Regions from separate parts of the Pan troglodytes genome. Here region 1 is linked to region 2. A link is a contact called in public HiChIP or PLAC-seq data. All regions are on one chromosome and are shown on one strand. The core of a region is the stretch at or near the end of the contact, and the rest is flanking DNA. Distances in the headings are between cores, read along the strand shown.

Evidence for each region. HiChIP or PLAC-seq counts read pairs in DNA pulled down with a chosen protein or histone mark.
Region 1: a contact with region 2 is called in an H3K4me3 HiChIP or PLAC-seq map of stem cell-derived excitatory neurons, with 11 times the contacts expected there. The contact joins the promoter of ABTB2 here to the promoter of NAT10 in region 2. A contact is called at or near these places in 2 of 7 Hi-C or Micro-C datasets (blood and stem cell-derived neural progenitor cells) and 1 of 1 datasets of contacts at active chromatin or transcription factors (stem cell-derived excitatory neurons).

Annotation. Positions count from the first base shown.
Region 1 is chr9:38,366,948-38,372,525 of NHGRI_mPanTro3-v2.0_pri, forward strand. ABTB2 (ankyrin repeat and BTB domain containing 2) reads right to left here and starts at 3,952. Exons shown (of 17, transcript XM_016920656.4): 1 at 1,496-3,952. The coding sequence starts at 2,858.
Region 2 is chr9:38,111,127-38,117,406 of NHGRI_mPanTro3-v2.0_pri, forward strand. It overlaps NAT10 (N-acetyltransferase 10), which reads left to right and starts at 4,280. Exons shown (of 29, transcript XM_016920657.4): 1 at 4,280-4,828. CAPRIN1 (cell cycle associated protein 1) reads left to right here. Exons shown (of 19, transcript XM_016920660.4): 19 at 1-233.

The DNA of each region.
Region 1 (5,578 bases), core at 2,702-5,201, 260 kb after region 2:
AACTGGGCTAATCAAAAAACAAAGCATAAGATCTGAGAGCTATAGTCCAGTAAGAAAAACAAACAAACAAACAAACAACAACAACAAACCAGAAAAACAAAGCTGTTTCTTCTCCACCAGCATCTAGAACCTTAAAGGGGCCTACCTGGATTCAAACTGGATTCAAATTCCAGTTTTGCCATTTAACATCTATGTAATGTTGGGCAGATTATTTAACTGCTGGGTACCTTGGTTTCCTTATCTGTAAAATGGGCATAATACTATGCAGTAAGTACCTACCTAATAGGCTTGCTAGGAGTACTTGAGTTAAATACAAAGTGCTGAGAATAATGATGACACATTAAAGGTTATTTTGCATTTCAGCTATTATGATTATGTTAAACCATGTTTTGACTTCTTTTATCCCTTTCCAGTCCCCACCTGACCTCTTCCACTGCCTGCTTATTTGCCACTGAAAGCTGCCCCCCAAATGGCCTTCCAATCAGATCGTAAGGCTGTTTAACCATAATACCATTCTGAACAGTTTATGGTGCTGACTTCTCAAACTGAAGTCTTGTAGGTAGTTTGCAGTTGAATGCAATGTCACACCCCCTAACATTGTCAGGGAAAAGGTCATGTGCTTTGTTTCCATCCTTTGCACCAAATCCATGCTATCTTCAGAGAAGTGCAACCACCCAATGGTTCCTTTCCCAGACTTCACCTCATGCGGTTACCTATCTCTTCCCCTTGATGGGCCACCACTCTTTTCAGGAAAGAACATTTAATACAATGCAAGGTTTTAACCAATGGCTCACTTGGTTGGTGACAGCTTGGAAAAATCAGGTCTCAGGAGACAATCTGTAGTTACTTTTCTGGGAAGGGGAGTCGGGGTCCCCAGGTTTCATCATTCCTGGGCACATACAGGTAAGAGCGAACCACTACCCTTCCATCCCCCAAGAGAGCGCCTGACAGCATCCTTCAGCCCAGCAAAGCACAAGGCACAGCACCAGAACTTGGGCTTCCCACTTCCCTCCGCCCATCTTACTTATCCAAGGTTCAGGTCTTTAAGTTGGGACCCTTTGGTTGCTGCTATTGAGCTGGGGAAAACTAGGGGGCAGAATCAGTCAATCTGCCCAGCTGTTGGGGAAAGACAGCAGCTAGAGACCTAGTCAATCACGGTAAAGAGCCACGGGGCAGTAAGTTTCATTTCAAGAGAGGTTCAGGAATGGCTTGGTCAAGAGATTCAATCTCACCCAATCAATGAACAGCCCGCAGATAGTAACAATGCCACGCAGAACAGGATGGAGATCATTCACGTGTTTACCCTCCAAAAGTCAGACACCCTTAGAACAATCTCTGGCAAGTGCCATGTAATGAACCCTATCCTCAGACCAAACGTTTTCTCCCAAAGAACTGGCACAGCCACCAGCTTTGTCTCAGGAAATTCACTCCCCCAGTAGCCCAGGGCGGGATTTCTTGCCTACCCAGTCTGCCAGTCCGAGGCCCGCGCGCTTACCATTGGCGTTCTTGCCGCAGATGAGATGCTCATAGGGCTGCAAGACGCCCCAGAGCTCGGCGTCGTTGTTGATGACCATCTCCAGGGCCTCAGCAGACACCTCCCCGCCTCCGGCCCCTCCGCCATCAGGGCTCTGGCTGGCCATCACCCTGGCCCGGATCTCCTCCACCAGGTTCTCCATGCAGGCGGTGAGGGAGATGGCTGCGTACTCGTGGATGCGCACGGAGATTCGGGTGTCCACCATCCAGCGGAAAAAGCGGCCCACTGAGAAGGTGAGGCCGCAGCGAGCGGACTTGCCCCGGCGCAGCCCGTCGCCGGCGCTCATGCTGTACAGGGACAGCGCCTTGACGGCTGCCAGCGCGCAGCTCTCAGCCAGCGCCCAGCTGTGCACCAGGCGCACGGCGCTCTGCACCTCAAAGCGGGTGCACTTGGCGTGCAGCACGCTCAGGCGCTGCGCCTCGCGGGCCACGCGGATCAGTGCCCTGCGGAGCAGCCCGGCCAGGCGCCTCACCGCCTCGGCGGAGAACTGGGGCAGCCGCCGGCCGCCAGCGCCTTTGCGGAGCACCCGGGCCACGTCTCCCTCGGTCCAGGGGAACTCCTCCAGCTCGGGGAGCCGCGGACAGCGCGAGAAGAGGTCGGCCACTTCGGGGTCCTCGGGCAGCACCGTGTTCACCGTGTCCCAGCTGTTGTGGCGGCTGTTCATGGAGCCGGAGTAGCACCACCAGGCCGCCCCGCGGTGCTGCTGCGCCGAAGAGTTGAGCGCCTGCGAGTTGGACTTGGAGGACGAGAGGCTGAGCGAGCGGCACGAGTCCCCGGCCCCATACCCGGAGTCCAAGGTCAAGTCCTCCAGCGTCTTCAGAGTCGAGCTGTACGTCCCGGCCATGGGGAGGCTGCCGAGGGCGGCGTCGCCGAGCGAGGGGCACTCACAACTCCATGCCCTCTTTCCCAAGTGGGCAGAAACAAGCTCTAGGCTCTCCGGGCCACCCTCCTTCCTCTCTGCGTCGCGGGGCTCGGCGGCCGCATTGCCTGCCCGGAGGCCGCGGGAAGGTGGGCGAGATCCGTGGCCAGCAGGAGCCCCACGCTCCCGGCGTCCCGACTCGCAGCTGTCACTGGAAAGACCCCCGTCGCTACCCCCCGGCACTCCCCCTTGTCCACCTCTAATTCCCACAAGCAGAGCGTCAGTCCTCCACAGAGAAGGAATCCCGGGAGAACAGGGCGGCGGCGGCAGAAGGAGGAGGAGGAGGCGGCGGCGCAGGGTGCAGGGCGCAGCGCGAGTCCGGGACCAGCCGGCGAGAAAGCGCTCTGCAAACTTCTGCGCTGCGCCGGCCGGCAGCACAGCTGGGTACCCGGCTGCGTCCGACATGCAAATAATCCCCGGCGGCTCACCAATCACCTGCCGCGATGGGCGGGGCTGCACCAATGAGCTCCGAGGGGGCGGTCACTATGCAGATTTCACTCTGCCGCGGGTGAAACCCCGCGGCGAAGGAGGCGGGGCTGGAGGCCGAGGGTCGGGCACGCGGCTGGGATGGGGGTGGGGATGGGGGTGGGGATGGGGGGGGTTGGGATGGGGAGGTGGGGGAAGGGCGAGCCAGCCAACTGGGAGGTGGAGGTGGAGACCGGAAAGCAGCGGTCGAAACGATAGCTCCGGAGCTCACGATTTAAAGAAAAATGCAAAGGAAAAGCTACAGGGCGCTGCCACCTTCCCGCCACCCAGGCTTTGGGCGTTCGCTGCTCGCTTTCGAGCCCTCCGCAGCCAGGCGTCCTGGGGTTGGGGCCAGGAGAATGGGGAGGGCCCCATCCAGGCGCTCCACCTCTCCTCCACCTTCCGCCAGGCCCCTCCCGCAATCCGAGATGAAACGCTGGCTGTGTTTGGAGGGAGGAGGGAGTCCCTGGCTCTCTTTCCAAGTCCGTCTGGTTTCTTTGCGCTGCCGTCTAGGCTCCAATCAGGACAGAATTTCTTAACCTGGTATCTGATCAATGGACGGACCCCAGGAAGCCTGTGAGTGCCTCCGCCATTTGTAGTTTCACCTGCAGTTTTCTGAGTGCCACTATGGGGAGGGGGCACCAACTTTTGTCAGATTCTCAGGAGGATCCCTAACTTCCCTGTTACCTCTGTGTGACGATACCACTTGCTGTCAGGTGGATCCTTTTTGTCCGAGATAGACAGTGTTCTTACAGGAAGAATGAGAAGAAGGTGGCAGAGCAGTCCCTAGCCCTGGCCTGCGCTCGGAACACCTAGCTGGATGCAGGTGTTCGCCTCCTAACGCGTGCCGGTGGGCGAGCCGTATGCCCCCGTGGGACCCAGTTCCTCCGGGGTACAATGAGTGGCTGACCTCCAGGCAGCGCCAGTGCCAACCTGCCTCCGGGCGGGTGTCCCAAGCGGTCCGCCAGAGCGCTGTTGGTTCAGCAGTCCCATGCCCGGTGCAGGCATGTCCCGCCGCTGCCCTGTGGCTACTCACACGCACGTGCGCGAACGGACCTGTGCCCCCTCCAGTGGAACCGCAGACTCAAGGCGGGGATTGTGCATTCGCTCTCCCCAAGTCAGCCTCCCCCACTCCTGAATGGCTCCTTTGTGTTGCATTTTACACAGTTCTGACCTTGGGCCGTGAGTTGGATATGAACTAGAAATGTCTGGTTTGTCTCTTTCCTTCTTAAATTAATGGCCTTTACCCCCGGTGAAACTGCTTTTTATTTGGCAGTTTCGCTTAATTTTGCCTTTCCGCGGGTCTTTATTTATGCAACATCGCCGCCCGATGGTTAGAATTGGGAACAGAGTCAAAGATGGAAGTACTGTAATATCAAAGACGCAAGTCAGCAGAGATCAAATTAACAAAGGAGAACGCAGTCACACTTTACAGACGTGAGATTAGAAGTTAAAGTAGGCAATGAGGTCCAACTTGTCAAAAATACAAAAGTAAATTTTATGCAATTTAAAACTTTATTGGGGAAATATAATATTAAAGGCAATGTCGCCCTCTAATGGATATATTCAAAGGAAATGAATTTCAGAAAGGTTTCCCCGCCCCCCCTTTTCTTCGTTGTGCGCACCCATCAAACCTAAAGAAAATTACTTAACTGGAAATTTACAACGGGGAACTTACTGAACGAAAGGTTATTGGAGGAATCATCTGGAGTGGGAAAAAGAGCCTATGGGATTTATATTAATATATTCAAATTACTTGATGACTTAAAGTGTAGATAATCAAACATGCCTCCAACTGAATCTGAGAATCCTGTGAATGTTGACCTGCAACTTGAAGATATATTATGCAAAATTCAGCCATGGGAAATGCTTCTGAACAAACAACTGAGTTTCTTTAAGTTTCAAGGAAAGAAAGAGATGGAGAGAAGACCTACACATTTAAAGAGACTTGAAAGACATAATAACCAATTACAAGGTGTGGAACTTATGTGTATTTTGAATTTGTTTTAAAAAGCCAGTAAACATTTGACATTATGAAACCATTAGGAACACTGCCTCGATGTTTGCTCTTAAAGAATAACTTTTTTTTTTTGATGTGGTAATGGTAGTGTGGTTATGTTTATCAAATGTTCTTATCTTTTAGAGACACATGCTGAAATAAGTGTTTTGTAGCCCTCAAGAGTTGGCTTCCTCAAGGAAAAAAGGAAGAAAAATCCTGATGGAAAAATCTGGTAAAGGGACTAGGAAGTTAGGAAAGACTGTAGATAGATCTCTTGTCTTTCAAATTTTCCTCAGTCTTCTAGTCAGCCTGAGGACTGGCAGTACCAAGTAAACCCAGAATGTGTCTGTGTTTGTGTTTTGTGTGATATGGGAAAAAGAATAGGAGGAAGATAGATAGAGATGAATATATATATATATATATATATATATATATATATATATATATCCAGCCATCTTAGAATGAACCAATTCTTTGATTTCAGTTAAACTTTTGGGAGTTGGCCAGTGTGGTGAAATACAAAACTTTGGGTCAAGGAAAGAAAGGACATGGTTTCTTATATATACGTGCATGTGTTCAGTTAAGCCAATCTGCTGGTAATGTGTTTGATTTTAAGAATGCAAATTATATTAAGAGAAAATGTCATCCCAACTTGGGCCTT
Region 2 (6,280 bases), core at 3,030-5,529:
GTTTTATTTTCAGCATTTAGCCCAGGAATTCTTCCAGTAGGTGCTCAGCTATTTAAAAACAAAACTATTCTCAAACATTCATCATTAGACAACTGGAGTTTTTGCTGGTTTTGTAACCTACCAAAATGGATAGGCTGTTGAACATTCCACATTCAAAAGTTTTGTAGGGTGGTGGGAAATGGGGGATCTTCAATGTTTATTTTAAAATAAAATAAAATAAGTTCTTGACTTTTCTCATGTGTGGTTGTGGTACATCATATTGGAAGGGTTAACCTGTTACTTTGGCAAATGAGTATTTTTTTGCTAGCACCTCCCCTTGCGTGCTTTAAATGACATCTGCCTGGGATGTACCACAACCATATGTTACCTGTATCTTAGGGGAATGGATAAAATATTTGTGGTTTACTGGGGTATGCTTGCAGTCCTATATAAAACTAAATTTGCTATCTGTGTAGAAAATAATTTCATGACATTTACAATCAGGACTGAAGTAAGTTCTTCACACAGTGACCTCTGAATCAGTTTCAGAGAAGGGATGGGGGAGAAATGCCTTCTAGGTTTTGAACTTCTATGCATTAGTGCAGATGTTGTGAATGTGTAAAGGTGTTCATAGTTTGACTGTTTCTATGTATGTTTTTTCAAAGAATTGTTCCTTTTTTTGAACTATAATTTTTCTTTTTTTGGTTATTTTACCATCACAGTTTAAATGTATATCTTTTATGTCTCTACTCAGACCATATTTTTAAAGGGGTGCCTCATTATGGGGCAGAGAACTTTTCAGTAAGTCTCATTAAGATCTGAATCTTGGTTCTAAGCATTCTGTATAATATGTGATTGCTTGTCCTAGCTGCAGAAGGCCTTTTGTTTGGTCAAATGCATATTTTAGCAGAGTTTCAAGGAAATGATTGTCACACATGTCACTGTAGCCTCTTGGTGTAGCAAGCTCACATACAAAATACTTTTGTATATGCATAATATAAATCATCTCATGTGGATATGAAACTTCTTTTTTAAACTTAAAAAGGTAGAATGTCATTGATTACCTTGATTAGGGCAGTTTTATTTCCAGATCCTAATAATTCCTAAAAAATATGGAAAAGTTTTTTTCAATCATTGTACCTTGATATTAAAACAAATATCCTTTAAGTATTTCTAATCAGTTAGCTTCTACAGTTCTTTTGTCTCCTTTTATATGCAGCTCTTACGTGGGAGACTTTTCCACTTAAAGGAGACATAGAATGTGTACTTATTCTCAGAAGGTTCATTAACTGAGGTGATCAGTTAACAACTAGTTGAGCAGTCAGCTTCCTAAGTGTTTTAGGACATTTGTTCATTATATTTTCCGTAATATAACTAGAGGAAGTGGAATGCAGATAAGTGCCGAATTCAAACCCTTCATTTTATGTTTAAGCTCCTGAATCTGCATTCCACTTGGGTTGTTTTTAAGCATTCTAAATTTTAGTTGATTATAAGTTAGATTTCACAGAATCAGTATTGCCCTTGATCTTGTCCTTTTTATGGAGTTAACGGGGAGGAAGACCCCTCAGGAAAACGAAAGTAAATTGTTAAGGCTCATCTTCATACCTTTTTCCATTTTGAATCCTACAAAAATACTGCAAAAGACTAGTGAATGTTTAAAATTACACTAGATTAAATTATATGAAAGTCTGGTTTTCTCACTGTCCTTGAACGCAGTCTGCTTAAGTTGTTAAAAACCATCCAGCAAAAGCTGTAAGTGAAGTGCTACTGGTGTGAAGAGAGGAAAAGGTTTATAAAAGCAATCTGATAGCCTCGTCTTCTAATACACTTCTCAGCCTCTGCTACTAATATCCTACTTTTAACAAGCTGTTCTGAAGCCTAATCCAGTTACATAAGCAGTACAGCTGTTTTGAGTAGAGGCAGTGGAAGATCAGCAGTTTGTTCCTGATCATCTAGCAAAGGCATTTGTGTATTAATGCTTATTTGGAAATACCAATTTTAAGTACTGTGTTTAATAGGGAGACACACTGTATTAAGCAACTAAACTAAGGCTTTATTCAGCAAATTAGGGTATCCTTTGCCCAGCATCATGCCAAGCACTAGGCATTTAGTGGTGACAAAAATTACTGTGGTTTCTGCTTTCATTGAACTGTCTAATTAAAGACTGATGACACCAAAGTGTAGCAAATGCCATGATGGAGCAATGTGGTTGATGGCAGATATTAAAGCCATGACTGTATACCCTAGTTAAAATGATCAGGGGAGACTTAACTGAAAGGGTAATTGAGCTAGATTTGAAGGATGAGGAGTAGCAGACTAGTCAAAGAAAGGGAGAGAAGAACATACCTAAACATCTGATCACCAGTGACTGAGAAAGTTACCAGGATCAAGTGGAAAGAGAAAGGACTAGCAGAGTTACAGGTTAGAGAAACAGGTAAAGGCTACTAGGGACGGCATAGTAGTTGCATCCCATGTTTTGTCTCTTAAGAACAGTTGCAAACTATTGAAGGTTTTAAAGCTGTGTGTTGGGCCGGGTGTGGTGGCTCGTGCCTGTAATCCCAGCACTTTGGGAGGCCGAGGCGGGTGGATCACGAGGTCAGGAGTTTGAGACCAGCCTGGCCAATATGGAGAAATCCCGTCTCTATTAAAAATAAAAAAGTAGCCAGGCGTCGTGGCATGCGCCTGTAGTCTCAGCTGTTTGGGAGGCTGAGGCAGAAGAATCGCTTGAACCCGGGAAGTGAAGGTTGCAGTGAGCAGAGATCGCGCCACTGCATTCCAGCCTGGGCGACAGAGCGAGACTTCGTCTCAAAAAAAAAAAAAAAAAGGCTGTATTGTTTGGGGTGGGGTTGGTGGCTCACTTAATAAAGTTACCATTTAAAGAACATTGAATGCAATGAACAACATATATGGACCAAGAGATGGTAAGGAGGCTTGTTGGAGTGGCCCATGTGAGAAATGGATTCCAACTTAAGGTGCGGATGGGGTGGTGGTAGTGAATGGATTCTATGGATTCCCTATCTCACTGGTCACTACTCAGTATCCTTTGCTGATTTCTCCAGGTCTTGGATGTCAGACTTCATCTCTAGCTGTGTTCTTCCCTGGGTGATCTGATCCAATCCCATGATTTTGAATATGATCAGCATTTTAGTCCTGAATATTTCTAGGTCCCAAACCTCTCAAAACTCATATTCAACATCTTGATATGAATTTCTCAATATTCCAAGTCAACTCCTTGATTACCCAACACCAGTTGTTCATTCATCCAGTTGCTCAGAGCAAATGTTTTGGGTGCCATCTTCAATGTACTTTTATAACCTGCATCTAATCCTTAAGTGAGTCCACGTGGTTCTAACTTGAATATCCAGAGTTATCTAATACTTCTAACTACTACCACAACTACCATCCTAGCACAGGTGACTACAATAGCTTATAATTGTTCTCCTTTTTCTACCTTTGCCTTCCTGTGATTTAGTTTTTGCATAACAGGAAGCCTTTTAAGAGGGCAAAGCAGATTTTCTCATTTCCCTGTCCCCCACAAACTCTAGTGGTTTCTCATCATGACTAGAATTAAATTCTAAATCTGGTCCTTCACTTGCCCACTGCTTTGGCCACACTGACTGCTTTGCCAGGACTCCCCCATCTTGGAGCTTTTGTATGTACATCTTTGGCATGGGGAAGTTTTTCACTCATATTTTCAGGGCTCATTCTTTCTAAATTTCAGGTCCTTGTTCCATCCAGTGTCTCCCCGTCAGAGGCCTTCAGTGTTCGTTTCTAAAATAGTACCCTTAGTCACTTTACTCACTTGATACTTTTGCTTAATAGCATTTAAAACTTAACCTAGAATTAACCACGAGGGGCAGGAACATTTTGGACACTATCCCTTGTGAGCAGAATAGTGCCTGGGCATATTCGCATTTTGCTGAATGAACTAAAAAATAATTTCATGATGGATGTTGGATTAAATGGGTAGTGCTGCTGATGACATTAAAATTAAAAGTGTATCTGGGGAAGGGGTTTGGATTCAGACATTTGCGGTATCCAGGAGGAAACATCAAGCAGTTGATAATGTTTTTTGAAGTTCAGCGATCTGCCCGAAAGTCAAGAATGCAACACTATGTATAGGTTGTCCCTGTAGTCATGTTCTTGGAGTTCACTGGAAGCCCAGGGGGAGTAATTTCATTTGACGACCATATACAGGCCTAATGGGAGCCTGCAAAGTACAGCGGCCGCAGTCATGGGTAGATTACAGGATTCCCATCTGTAAGATCAGTACTGTGGGGGTGGAGGGCCAAGCGAAACCAATAAAATAGGTCTGTTGGCCGAGTTTCCTCAATTTAACAGGGATCGGTTAAATTGAACACAAATCGTTGGATCCGTCGCGTCTCGCGTAACCCGGCTGACGCTGAAAACCCTGGACCTACGTGGGCAGGCCCTGGGGTGCGGACATCTATTTTGCCCTTCTTAGCCGAGGTACTTTAGCTGGGATATGAAGAGTGAAGAGGCAAACCGCAGCCAACACCCAGCTACCGCGAGCAGTGGGACTAAAATGCGCAACCGCAGTGGACATCTAGGCCTCAGCTCCGCTTCTGGTGGCTTACGTCATTACTCAGCGACAGCCTTGAGGAAGGTCCCTTCTCGCTCGCCATCTCTGCGACTTTAATGCGCTTGCGCACGCGCTGTCTACCAGTTCCTGAGAGGGACGCGTGCCGCGGAGCCAGGCTTGCTACGTGACCCGGACACCAGGCATACGCTAGGGGCAGTCAGCTGTGCCTTCTCTTTCGGAGTTGTTCCGTGCTCCCACGTGCTTCCCCTTCTCCACTGGCTGGGATCCCCCGGGCTCGGGGCGCAGGTACCCAACGCGGGAGGGCCGGGTATGGATGCCAAGATCGGTGTCTGTGTCCTTCCTGGGCCGAGAGGGGACCGGCCTCAGGATGAAGGCTCTGCATCCGGACGGATACCTGGCCTACGCCGACTGTCCTCCACCCCTCTTTTGGGGCGCACCAAGATAACAGAATCACCTCTCCAATACGCAGCCGCTCTCGGCGCGTGCTTCTCGAGCGTCCTCGGGGATTTGCGTGGCTCGATACCCACCCTCTAAGTGCCTGTAACTGGGGAGTCGGGGTGAATGGGTGGGTGACAACAGTTGCTTTCCGTGGAGCTTGCCCGCAGTGCCTGGCTGCAGGTCTGGGCATTATACTTAGGGTAATCTGATTCCAGATCCTTCCACGTTCTTAAATCCTTCACTGTGCACATTCCTTTATACTCTTTATTCAGCAGTCACATTCAGGACTTGGTTTTGTTTGCCAATGCACCTAAAATGGTGCCTGCCACATAGATGTTATGTGTAGATAGACGAATGAGTGAGCGAAAAATAATCATCTCCTTCAAGGCCTTCCCCATCCAGGCCTTCCATGACAGCTTCAGCCCATAGTAATCTCAGCCCTTCCTTCATCTGACCGGTCCCTCAGTATAGCTATTTTTTTTTTTTTTTTTTTTTTTTTTACATCTAATTTTACCTGTGTTCTTGTTCCTCATCTCATTCTCTTAAATACCTTCTTCAAGAAGAATGCAAGCTTGAAGTCAAGGGCCTTGTGGTACTACTTCTGGGGCTCCCACAGTAGCTAGAGCAAAAGGCAGCCCCCATTAATTAGTTGTTGATTGATTTTTGCGGGATCTTTATGTGGCCGGCAACACAAGGTTTACAAGTTGGGAAGATTGGCGAACTAGGAAGAGCTCAGGCTTTGGAGTCAGGAAGACTTGAGTGTGAATTCTGTCTGTCGATTTTCTGCCTCGGGATATTTGAATTCTTTATACTTTCTCCTTTACGTATAAATTGGGGTCCTTGACAGTGACTTAGTGTTTTATAGTAAGACATATGCTAAAATCTGTTTGGATTGGAAGGTTAGAAGGGACAGTTAAGGTATGGTAAGTTTCAGTAAATGAGCTTTATGTTTATAATGTAGTAGGTACCAGAGTTTCTAAGTAGCATGTCACTTTTACATCTAAGTAGCATGTTACTTTTACAGTGATATTTCTGATTTTTTTTTTGATGTATTTATTGGGATGATGCAGTATTTTACTGTAGGTAATCACAGAACCTTTTTTTTTTTTTTTTTGAGACGGAGTCTCACTCTGTCGCCTAGGCTGGAGTGCAATGGCACACCATCTCGGCTCACTGCAACTTCCGCCTACCGGATTCAAGTGATTCTCTTGCCTCAGCCTCTCCTGCAGCTCCACCACCACTCCCGGCTAAGTTTTGTATTTTTAGTAGAGACGGGGTTTCGCCATACTCTCGACTTTC